Regions from separate parts of the Sus scrofa genome. Here regions 1 and 3 are each linked to region 2. The links are chromatin contacts, called in public HiChIP or PLAC-seq maps. All regions are on one chromosome and are shown on one strand. Each heading gives the region's core, a stretch centred on a gene start, on an enhancer-like site or on the middle of the called end of the contact. The rest is flanking DNA. Distances are from core to core; before and after follow the strand shown. Region 1 holds the start of MMACHC (methylmalonic aciduria (cobalamin deficiency) cblC type, with homocystinuria). Region 2 holds the start of MUTYH (adenine DNA glycosylase). Region 3 holds the start of AKR1A1 (aldo-keto reductase family 1 member A1).

Evidence for each region. HiChIP or PLAC-seq counts read pairs in DNA pulled down with a chosen protein or histone mark.
Region 1: an H3K27ac HiChIP or PLAC-seq map of skeletal muscle shows a contact between it and region 2. The contact joins the promoter of MMACHC here to the promoter of MUTYH in region 2. A contact is called at or near these places in 2 of 5 promoter capture datasets (fetal liver and fetal skeletal muscle), 15 of 47 Hi-C or Micro-C datasets (adipose tissue, alveolar macrophages, blood and 7 more) and 2 of 2 datasets of contacts at active chromatin or transcription factors (alveolar macrophages and skeletal muscle).
Region 3: a contact with region 2 is called in an H3K27ac HiChIP or PLAC-seq map of alveolar macrophages. The contact joins the promoter of AKR1A1 here to the promoter of MUTYH in region 2. A contact is called at or near these places in 3 of 5 promoter capture datasets (fetal liver, fetal skeletal muscle and liver), 21 of 47 Hi-C or Micro-C datasets (alveolar macrophages, blood, embryonic fibroblasts and 13 more) and 2 of 2 datasets of contacts at active chromatin or transcription factors (alveolar macrophages and skeletal muscle).

Annotation. Positions count from the first base shown.
Region 1 is chr6:165,864,169-165,867,652 of Sscrofa11.1, forward strand. It overlaps MMACHC (methylmalonic aciduria (cobalamin deficiency) cblC type, with homocystinuria), which reads right to left and starts at 1,506. Exons shown (of 4, transcript NM_001244776.1): 1 at 1,409-1,506. The coding sequence starts at 1,489. LOC110261410 reads left to right here and starts at 1,698. Exons shown (of 9, transcript XM_021097629.1): 1 at 1,698-1,863; 2 at 2,934-2,967; 3 at 3,297-3,334; 4 at 3,447-3,484. The coding sequence starts at 1,698.
Region 2 is chr6:166,001,306-166,004,591 of Sscrofa11.1, forward strand. MUTYH (adenine DNA glycosylase) reads left to right here and starts at 1,548. Exons shown (of 16, transcript XM_021096748.1): 1 at 1,548-2,331. TOE1 (target of EGR1 protein 1) reads right to left here and starts at 2,265. Exons shown (of 9, transcript XM_003128045.4): 1 at 1,996-2,265; 2 at 1,107-1,249; 3 at 979-1,019; 4 at 737-833; 5 at 452-610; 6 at 1-188. The coding sequence starts at 2,047.
Region 3 is chr6:165,823,435-165,826,961 of Sscrofa11.1, forward strand. AKR1A1 (aldo-keto reductase family 1 member A1) reads right to left here and starts at 1,254. Exons shown (of 9, transcript NM_213890.1): 1 at 1,185-1,254.

The DNA.
Region 1 (3,484 bases), core at 256-2,755, 140 kb before region 2:
TAAGAGTGAGAGATGGTGACTGGCCTTTGAATATCAATTTAAGGAATATGGGTCTAATTTGGTGACAATGAGGGATTAGCCCTTGAAGATCTAAGAAGTAAACTGACATAATCAGTTTCAGGTCACTCTGGCTGCAGTGTGGAGGATGGAAGGGAGGCGAAGTGACAGCAGGAGGTTATCGCAGTAATCTCGATGAGAAATAGTGGCCTATGGCATTCCCTAGTGGCTCAGCAGGTAAGGATCTGGCATCATTACTGTGGCTTGGGTCACTACTGTGGTGTAGGTTCAGTACCTGGCCTGGGAACTTCCACATACCGTGGGTGTGGCCCCCAAAAAACTGGCCTGGACCAGGGCATAGATGTGTTCAATGGGAAGGAATGGATTTGGAAGATGCAGCAGACAGATTCCTAAAGGGCCCAGTGGCTGACTGGATGTAGGGTTGGGGAGGTGAGAGATGGAGGAGCCTAGGATGACTGGCAGGACTATAGATGGCACAGTTCAATACCACAGCCCCCACCACCCAGGCCTGCCTGATCACACCAGATACGCATCCCCACTCTCCCCCATACCTGCCAGCCACCACTACTACCTCCACACCTTTACTCAAGCTATTCCTGACATTTGCGATGTATATAACTGTCCTTCCTTCCAATCTATTTTTTCATATACAGCTCAACTCCACTGTTTCAGAGAAGGCTCTCTCACTCTAAACCCAACCTACCTCTTCCTCTATATCATTACCCAGCACTGCTTAGGGGCCACTCATTGGAAGGTTGTGGGAGTGGGCTGCCTCTTAAGCATCAGGCAAAAGGCTCAAGCTGAGTTTAATCAGCTTTGTTTCCAAGCAGAGGGCTCAGTGCAGGAGGCAATGGATATGGGGAAATGGACCTATGTGCAAAACGGTAGGTGGTGATGCTAGACTTGTGTGTCAGGTAAGTATGCAGTCTCTGTACTCAGACGGGTCCTAGTAATTGGCAACTTCATGAATCCCTCCTTTGGTTGGTAGATGGGACAGACCAGCCAATCATTTGCTTGTTCAACCCCAGGAATGTCCTTCCCTCATGAGATGACCTAAATTCTAGCCATGCAAATCTTTCAGACGTTGCCCTCTCCTAACTCCTTCGGGAAGCTTCCAAAGTGACTCTGGCCCCTATGTAAACTGCGTAGGTGACAAGGCCACAAGGTTACTGATCATGTGGTGTCTCCTGCTCATCAGTCCGGCAATATATGAGGGTAAAAGGACAAACGTGCAACGCTTCTCTACCCTTTGAACTTAAGCGCCCGTTGACACCCTCTCCCGGTAGGTCAGACGGACACGCGGCCGGGGGAGCTCGGGAAAGAATAGAGGCCAGTGGCACCGAGGCTAATCATACGTTTTGCCCTAGCACCGCGGTAGGGATAAACCAACCTGGAAGGGGTAAATTTCGAAGCCAAAAGGGCATAACGTGTCCTCAATCCTCTGCTTCAGCTCTGCGACATGGGGCTCCATAGCGCACGCTACACGCTGAGCCTGCTGGGAAATGGAGTTTGAAGGCCAACGCGGGCCGTTAAACGTCGAGGTAGCTTGAACTCCATTTCCCAAGAGCTACTGGATCTGCAGCGGAACATCGTTGGCTCTGCGCGATGCATCCTGGGACACGTAGTTCATTTGGTCCTTAGACGCGGCGGCTACAAAATCAGAAAGACTGTTTCGCGGCATGGTGGGGGTGTGTGTATGTGCTAATGCGCGTGTTAAACGCTTCCAGAAAAATGTAGCTTGGCAGCCTTCTTCTGCTGCCGGTTGTCTCCGTGTGGGGCGAACTCAGTTTCCCAATCGGCGCCGCGGAGGCCAGTCCAAAGTCTGGCTTTCCCGGAGTGTCATAGGTTCGAACAGGGTGGCGGCAGGAGTCGCTGCCTTAGATTCGGTGTAATCGCGCCAGTGTCCTGCGTCTGCGGAGGTCTCGACCAAGATTCAGCATCTTCAACTCCCCCCTGGTATCTGTATCAGGGTAACCCTCTTGTACCCCAGTTCCCCAAGGACGCTGCTCCCCTGACGAGTCCCTGAGGCTTAATTTTGGTCTAATATTGCATCCTTACTTTTATTTTTTTATTTTATTTTTTATTATTATCATTATTTTTGTCTTTTTGCTATTTTTTTTGGGCCACTCCCGCGGCATATGGAGGTTCCCAGGCTAGGGGTCTAATCGGAGCTGTAGCCCCTGGCCTACGCCAGAGCCACAGCAACGCGGGATCCGAGCCGTGTCTGCAACCTACACCACAGCCCACGGCAACGCCGGATCCTTAACCCACTGAGCAAGGGCAGGGACCGAACCCGCAACCTCATGGTTCCTAGTCGGATTCGTTAACCGCTGCGCCACGATGGGAACTCCAGCATCCTTACTTTTAGTATTGCGTACCCACTCATCTCTTTCGAGCTGACGTTCTGGCCTTTCCCGGGCTTTGCCTCGGATGTCCCGGGTTGGGAGAGCAAGGGCGTAAGGCTCTAGGGACCCAGACCACTGCCTCAGGCTATGAGAAGGAACCAGACTTTGAGCAGCTCGACACGCTTCTCAATGCTACTGACCGGGAGTTCCTGTCCTGGCTCGGTGGTTAACGAATCCGACCATGAGGTTGCGGGTTCCATCCCTGGCCCCGCTCAGTGGGTTAACGATCCAGCGTTGCCCTGAGCTGTGGTGTAGCTCGGATCCCGAGTTGCTGTGGTTGTGGTGTAGGCCGGCAGCTATTGCTCCGATTCGGCCCCTAGCCTGGGAACATCCATATGCCGAGGGAGTGGCCCCTAGAAAAGACCAAAAAAAAAAAAAAAAAAAAAGCTACTGACGGAAATGTGGCCAGGATTAAGACGAGGGGGCACCTGAGGCCCCTGCCCCCGGATTAAGGTAGTGGGTTAAGGAACACCAAGAACTCATTGGCCTGTGCCCTTCTTTGTTTTGTAGCAGCAGCTGTATTCCTTTGGGGTCTCCACCGCAGGTAAGTATTGTTCCTTTTCCTACTTACCCGCCAGCCTTTTCTCTTTCCAGGATCTGCCTTTTATTGGTGCCTGTACCACTATTCCTTACAAATTCAGCTTTTTCCTTTCCTGAGCAAACATCAGTCCTCCCCCTCCCTCTAATAGACTTTGCACTGACTTTGCCTTATTCCTTCTGCAGGAGACCTGGCTGGGACTCGGATTTCCCCTCGTCACTTGCCTTCCTAGACAGGAGTCCAAGCTCAACAGCCTTGGGCTCTAGAGATTGCCATTGTCCCAGAGAGGCTGATTTGGGCTGAGGTCCATAATGCATCTTCTCTTTGGGCTGAAGTTACTATTCTTCAATCCCATCTTCAATCCCAGGCTCAGGTGAGACATGGAGTCCTAGGTGTGTATGTTTGGGGTTTGTGTGAGAGGAGGGTGCCAGGTGTTGGGGAAGCGCCTTACATACAGTAACTCATGCGGTTTTCTGCCTGGGTAGGGACTAAGGCACTCAGACAGGCTGTGCAGGGCCCTCTG
Region 2 (3,286 bases), core at 298-2,797:
TAAATGCCAGCTGGGAACATTTCACACAGGTCAGCAGTGAAGGTTCCCAAGCTCTCGGGCAGGTGCGCATAGAAGTGCTGGTACAGGAACACCAGGTCTATAAGACCGTTGTGCAACACCAGGGGCCGGCGGGCCCGGATCAGCTCCAGGAACAGGGTCCTCACTGACTGGCTCTGGCTCTCATCGCCCTGGGTGGAAAGAAAGGGGTCACTGGGAAGGACAGAGTCCCCAGGGAAGCCTCTTTTGCAGGACACATACATCCCAGGCTCCCTCACTTGGAAAGTTCTCTCCTGCTGTCTAATCCAGCGCTCTTCACCAAGGTATGTTTTGTTTCCCCAGCTGTCACGACGCCCCATGTGCCTAAGAAACAGATCCTCCCCCAGGCACCCAGCCGCAAAGAGGAGTAAGAAATGAAGTCACAGAAAGGGCCGCCTCAAGGCTGGAGTCCTACCTTGTCGTTGCCCTTGTGGTAGGGGATGCCCTGGGCATACTGCCGGTTGAAGTTGAAACCATGCTGGACCAGGAACTGCACGGACTTTGGTTCTATGACATACTCCTCCATGCACAGCAGGGTCAGATTGAACACCTGGACCAGGTATGAATGGTCACCCTGGGAGAGAAGGAGGTTCTGCTACGTCAAGCCTTGGGAGGAAAAAACCTCACAGCTGATGTTCTCTAGGATCTCAACCCTCCTCCCCCAGCCACAGACCTGGGAGAGGGTGAGATCAGCCCATACCTTGTCCGGCTGGTGCTTAAAGCAAGCGAGGCCCAGGGAGAGGATGGAACGGGTCCTGGCAGCATGACACACGGCCTTGTAACGTTCCTCGATGCACCTTGGGGTTGAGGTTGGGAGTGGCTGTGGCTGGGACTTAGCCTCATGACGGACCCAAACCACCCAGGACTGTGACCTCCACTCCAGGGCTGAGCTCTGCCCCTCCTGCCAAGGCTAGGACTAAAGAGATCAGGGCTTACACTTACTGGTTCAGCAAACTCTTCCGGTCCCCAAGCCCACTCAGTTCCTAAGCGTCAGCAAAGAGAGAGCTGTGTTAGGTCCGCAGCACCAGCCCCCTCACAACCACCGGCTCTCCCAGTTCCCCAACCCTCACCGTGTCCACAGCCACAAAGCTAGCTGTCTTTATGGCCAGCAGGAGGGACGGCCACATTTCCTTGAAGTTGTCGTTTTGTACATCCACCACGGGAACCTGGATTGCCAGCTCCTCCCCAGATTTTGTGCTTTGGTGGACACCACCTGGGGGTAAGGAGGGTGACGACGCTCAGGCAGAGGGCCCATGAGAACAAACACTAAGCTAGGCCATGGCTGGGGGCAGAGGCAGGAGCAGTTTCTCTTTAGGCAAGATATGGCAGCTTTCCCCTCAAGCCTTTGTATCACTTATGCTCAATACACAGGCCTTGGGGTGCACAGTGCCCCGATTTTGGGGAAAAAAAGCCCAGGTCTTTCAGAAGATTATGAGGCTGGGAAAGTGTCTTCCTCCTCAGCATCAAAACCTGTAAAAGACTAAGGTTGGGCTCGATGATCTGTGAGGTTCCTTTTCCCCACATCCTCTACGAAATCTTTTGCAAGGATGGAGGACCTCGGCTCCTTTAATATCCTGCAAGGCTCTACAGCACCGTTCCCGGGGCACCTCATAGCCACACGCGGCAGCAGCCAGAGCGCGCGCAGAGCCTGATACATTACGCCCGCATCCGTCCCACTTCCTGCCCACAACTCCCCACCCGCCCCGCTTAACAGAGCTTCGAGCTCCGGACTGCATCTCCCGGCACGCCCCTGCACGTCCCGACTCCGCGCCAGCACGCCAGACTTCCGCAGCCAGCGTCGCGGTGCACGCCGGGACTTGTAGTCTCCTCGTGGCTGGTCCAGAAGGAAGCAGCTAGTCCTCTGAAACTTGAGGTCGGTTTCTTCGAACAGTGAACCTGAGGCCCTCCCGCCCCGCCAAACGTACAGGATTTCAAAGCTGTCCCCGGGAAGCCACTCACCGTCAGAAACGGCTGGAGCTGAGGCTGCGCCGTCGTCACTGTCGGCGGCCATGACACCGCGAGTCTCTCTTCAGTATAGTCAGTGGGTCCGCGGGACTTCCGCTTCGTCCCCCGGCTCGGCTCTCGCCGTCGGGGAGGTGGCGGCGCCTCGCCTCGCCCCCTGGGTCGCCGACAGGTCGGACTTCCGTTCAGAGCTCCCGGGGCTGGCGCGGAGCAGCGGGCCCGGCGCGCGCTGAGAGCCTATTGGCTGGCGTGTTCCCGCTGACCTCCCGGATTGGCCGGAGCCACGCCCCCTGGCGTCCAGTCGGGAGCCGGCCGCGCGAGACCGCGCGAGAGGTAATTCGCCCACAGCGCGGCGGGAATGTGGACCTGAGCGCCGCGGCGCGGGGAGGGGTGCTCCGGGACGGGGGTGCGGGGGTTCCCCCCCAGAGGAGGTGGCGCTGCCCGAGCTGAGCTTAAAGCACGCATATGAGTTATGCAGAGACAGGGGAGTGTGGAGAAAGAGCAATATTCTGGGAATGGGCAAGTTCCTGGGGAGGGTGGAGAGCGCCTTTCGTCCCAGGAAGTGAAAGAAGCGGGGAGCGGGACGGGAAATGAGGCTGCGGGAGATGAGAGCGTCCCGGTAGCAGGGACACCTTTTAAGTAACCCTGATGCGTGATAATAGGGACTTGAATTAGGACTCTAGCAGGGACAAATTGTCAGCAGTTAGGAGGTATAGTTGACCTGCAGGGGGTTTGAACACGATTCCTGCTACCGGGAGATGCTCTGCGCCTACCGGACACTAGTCCTTTCCCAGGGGCTTTGGTTCCCACCAAAGACTCTCAACTCGTTCACTTCCGTTTTTTGCTGTTTTCAGTTCATCTTCAGCCTTTCTACCGAGTGTTTTCATCTCTGTTTCGAATGGCTTGAATTTCTCCTATTCTGAAAAGAGGGAAACTTTTACCTCATCCCAAATTAATTTAACAAGTGTTTATAGTGTACAGTTTGCCTGGCACTGTGCTCAGCTCTGGGGACACAACCGTCAACAAAAGACACCCAGTCTTTGCTTTTGTCGAGTTTTACAGTTAAGTGGGGAAGGCAGGCACTGATGGAAGAATCACAAATGCTTATGAAGTTACAGTTGGTATAAGAGCAGCAGTGGAAGGTAAGGCTGGGGGAAGGGGGCTGACTTGGACATTTAAGTCAAGACCTGAAGAATGACTAAAAGTTAGGTACAGCATGGAAGAGCTAGCCAAACAGAGGGGATGGATTGGGTCAGGCCTCAATGCAGGCAGACACTTGGGGAATTGA
Region 3 (3,527 bases), core at 4-2,503, 180 kb before region 2:
CACACTTGCTCATTTCTCCACCTCTTCATTTCAGACTGCATATCCTCGTCTTTGCAGAACCAGCCACCACTTACTTGACTCCAAGCCGCTGCACCCCTTCCTTCCCCAAGTTCCTACCCTGGCCCGGCTGACGGCTGCTCACCTTCAGCTACCACTTCTGGCTCCTCCCATACACAGAAAGCTTGTGCACACTGCTGCTGCATCCGTTTGTTCGTTTCAGTTTCCCCCACAAATCTGTGCACTCCTCGAGGCCAGGGCTTGTCATTTGCCTAAAGCCCTCACTCCTGGAGTGCCTGCACACCCCTCTGCCAGCCCCCACACAGAGGCTAATGAAGGAGGTCTCCACGGCTGGAGGGGCTTTTGACAAAGTCACTGCCTCCAGCGCCTTCTTCTTTGACTTCTTTGATAACCTGGAAAGAATCATCTCTGGAAAATATCAAAGCACTTTACAATCTTCAGGAAAAAAAAATTCCCAGTGGCTCTGGAAAGAGATTGTTCTTGTATCACAGATACGAAAACTGAGCACTTGGATAAAGAACCAGGACTGGGGAAAAAACTGTAACTGCAATGTATACATCTAAGGATAACCTGACCCCCTTGCTGTACAGTGGGAAAAAAAAAAAAAAAAAAAAAAAGAACCAGGACTGATCAAGGCCTTCGAGACTCTTCCAAGAGAGGTCCTGCAGCCCTGAAGGTAAGAGTTAATTAATAATAGCCCCATCTGGTGAAGGTTCAGATTCCACCTCACTTTCACAGAGCACGGGGGCAACAGAAAAACATGCCCTGGCTTTCCCAAACCTAAGGCAGGTGCCTAAGCCAGCAAACTCCCCTCCTGCCACTTCTGAAAAGCATCTCAGCAATTCCGTATCAAAGCCAGAGTTCCTGGAAAAACCGTGTTCGTGGGCAGACAAAAGGAAGATGGCAACTAACACAGTATGTGCCAGGAGCTTTAAGCCACTACTGCGACAGTTCCGAGGTAGGAACTGACTTTAGCACTGATAAAACTGAGGTGTAGACAAACTATGAGCGCATCCAAGATCGTTCAGCAAATAAGAGGATCTTAAAGCACATCCGGCCGCCCCCGGAGCATATACTTCGCTCGAGCCCGGGGCGGACACTTCTGTCCTGAAGGGTCGAGGCCATCTCCAAGGCGACAAAAATGGGGCAGCAGAGGAGAAACTCACCTCGGCTCGAGCAGAGAGTAACTTCTCCTGGTTTCTCAGGTCAGTCGTGTGCCCTGCTAGTGACTCAACAGGCCTCGGTTCCCGAGATGGGTGGGCAGCAGGAAACCCCAGCTTGCGCCTGGAGGCGGGGACTTCACTTAAGTCTGGCGGCGAAGCGGAAGCTCCTCCCCTGCCGGAGGAGGAGCTGAGGCCGGGGTTCAGCATCCCGCGCCGAGGGGGACCCCCGCCCGAGCCTCCAGAAAGGCGTGGCGGCGTGGAAGCCCGAGAGGGGCGTCTGCACCACCCCTTCCGCAGGATGCTGGTGGGTGGATCGGCTGGAGCGCTGACACCCTCCGCCACGTGGGTTTAGAGAGCTCGGCCGACGAGCAGAGCTCGCTGCGCGGCACTGGTGGGAGGCTCCGGGGGCCGAGTCAGGCCCCGCCACGGTGCCCCCAGCACCGCCCCGGGCAGCGGCCGCTCCTTCCTCGTCTGGAGGGGGCGGGTTCTGGGCCCTACGTGGCGGCTCGTTCCTCCGGCTTTGCAGTCCCAGCTCTTGCTCGGTTCCTCCATTAGTTTCCGAAGAGTCGGATTGGCCAAGGTCCCGGAACACCCCTAAATGTGTCCCATTGTTTGGTTGCACCAACTGAAGCCGAGAGTAGCCTCAGCACAAAGGTTGACTGTTTGGGAAGATCTGGAATCTACGGGCTTCAAGAGATTAAAGTTCTTGGTCCCTGTATCCGGACCACGGCCCCTGGCAGCGCATTTATTGTGTGTGTGTGCGTGTGTGTGTGCGCTTTATAAACATGAGTCTTCAGTGTTCCCAACAACCCTGGAAGGGGGGACGATGCCCTTTTTAATTTTATTTATTGTAATCCTTTTTTACTGAAGTATAGCATACATACAGAAAAATGTACAGAGTTTTTGGGGGGTGGTTTTTGTTTTGTTTTGTTTTGTTTTTCCCTTGGCCGTGGTAGGCATAAGAAGTTCGCAGGCCAGGGACAAGCCGCAGTTGCAACCTATGCAGCTGTGGCAACTTGGGATCCTTTAACCCACTGGGGAGGGTGGGTGGAACCTGCATCCTGGTGCAGCAGAGACACTGCTATATCCCCTTGAGCCACGGCAGGAACTCCAAAAGCACAAGTCCCTTTTATTTTTTCATTTTTTGCTTTTTAGGGCCACACCTGTAGCATATGGAAGTTCCCAGGCTAGGGGTTGAATCAGAGCTACACCCGCCGGCCTAAGCCACAGCAAGTCCAGATCTAAGCTACATCAGCGACCTACACTGCAGCTCAGGCTCCTTAACCCACTGAGCCAGGGCCAGGGATCAAACCTTCATCCTCATGGATATTAGAAGGGTTAGTTTCCCCTGAGCCACAAGAACTCCCAAAGGTACAAATCTTAAGCATACAACTGTGATTCCAAGTAACCACCAGCCAGATGAAGATACAGATGTTAGCATCACACTTGAAGCCGCCTGTGAGAAGGTATTTATGTTATATTTTGCAAATTATACAGATTCAGCAAGGTTTACCTTGCTCACTCACATAGCTATTAAGTTACAGTTCGGAGATTTGAAATAGCCTTTACTGTTTGGGGTGAGAGGTATCTTGAATTTATGTTTTCCTTGGTGAAAGTGGGCAAGAAGATTTGTCCTGGTGTAGCTCTGCCTTTCTTTCCCCTCCTTTGTACTCCCCCAGTGCCACTCTGCCCCATGATTTTTTACTCCCTGGATTATTCCCCCACTCTCCTACCAATAGGTCCGGTGTCCTGGCGGACTGAGGGTCCAACATTTCACTCCGTCTGTCCTCACAAAGAAACTCAGATTCCAGCTTAGGTGATCAGAATTTAGAATAAGCAGATACCACTTAACAGTTCCGAGAGGAAGAGAGCTGTCCCCAGAAAAACGAAACTGGGTTTGCCTCTTTTTTTTTTTTTTTTTTTTTGTCTTTTGTCTTTTTGTCTTTTGTTGTTGTTGTTGTTGCTATCTCTTGGGCCGCTTCCGCGGCATATGGAGGTTCCCAGGCTAGGGGTTGAATCGGAGCTGTAGCCACCGGCCTACGCCAGAGCCACAGCAACTCGGGATCCGAGCCGCGTCTGCAACCTACACCACAGCTCACGGCAACGCCGGATCATTAACCCACTGAGCAAGGGCAGGGACCGAACCCGCGACCTCATGGTTCCTAGTCGGATTCGTTAACCACTGCGCCACGATGGGAACTCCATGGGTTTGCCTCTTGGTGAATGACATGCCAAAGAGCCAAGCCAGAGAAGGAAGCATTTATTATTTGCACCAAGTAAGGAAAACAGTGGGGATCTTTCCCAAAGCAGTGTCTCCCCAACAGCAAAACTGGGGAAGTTTTAAAC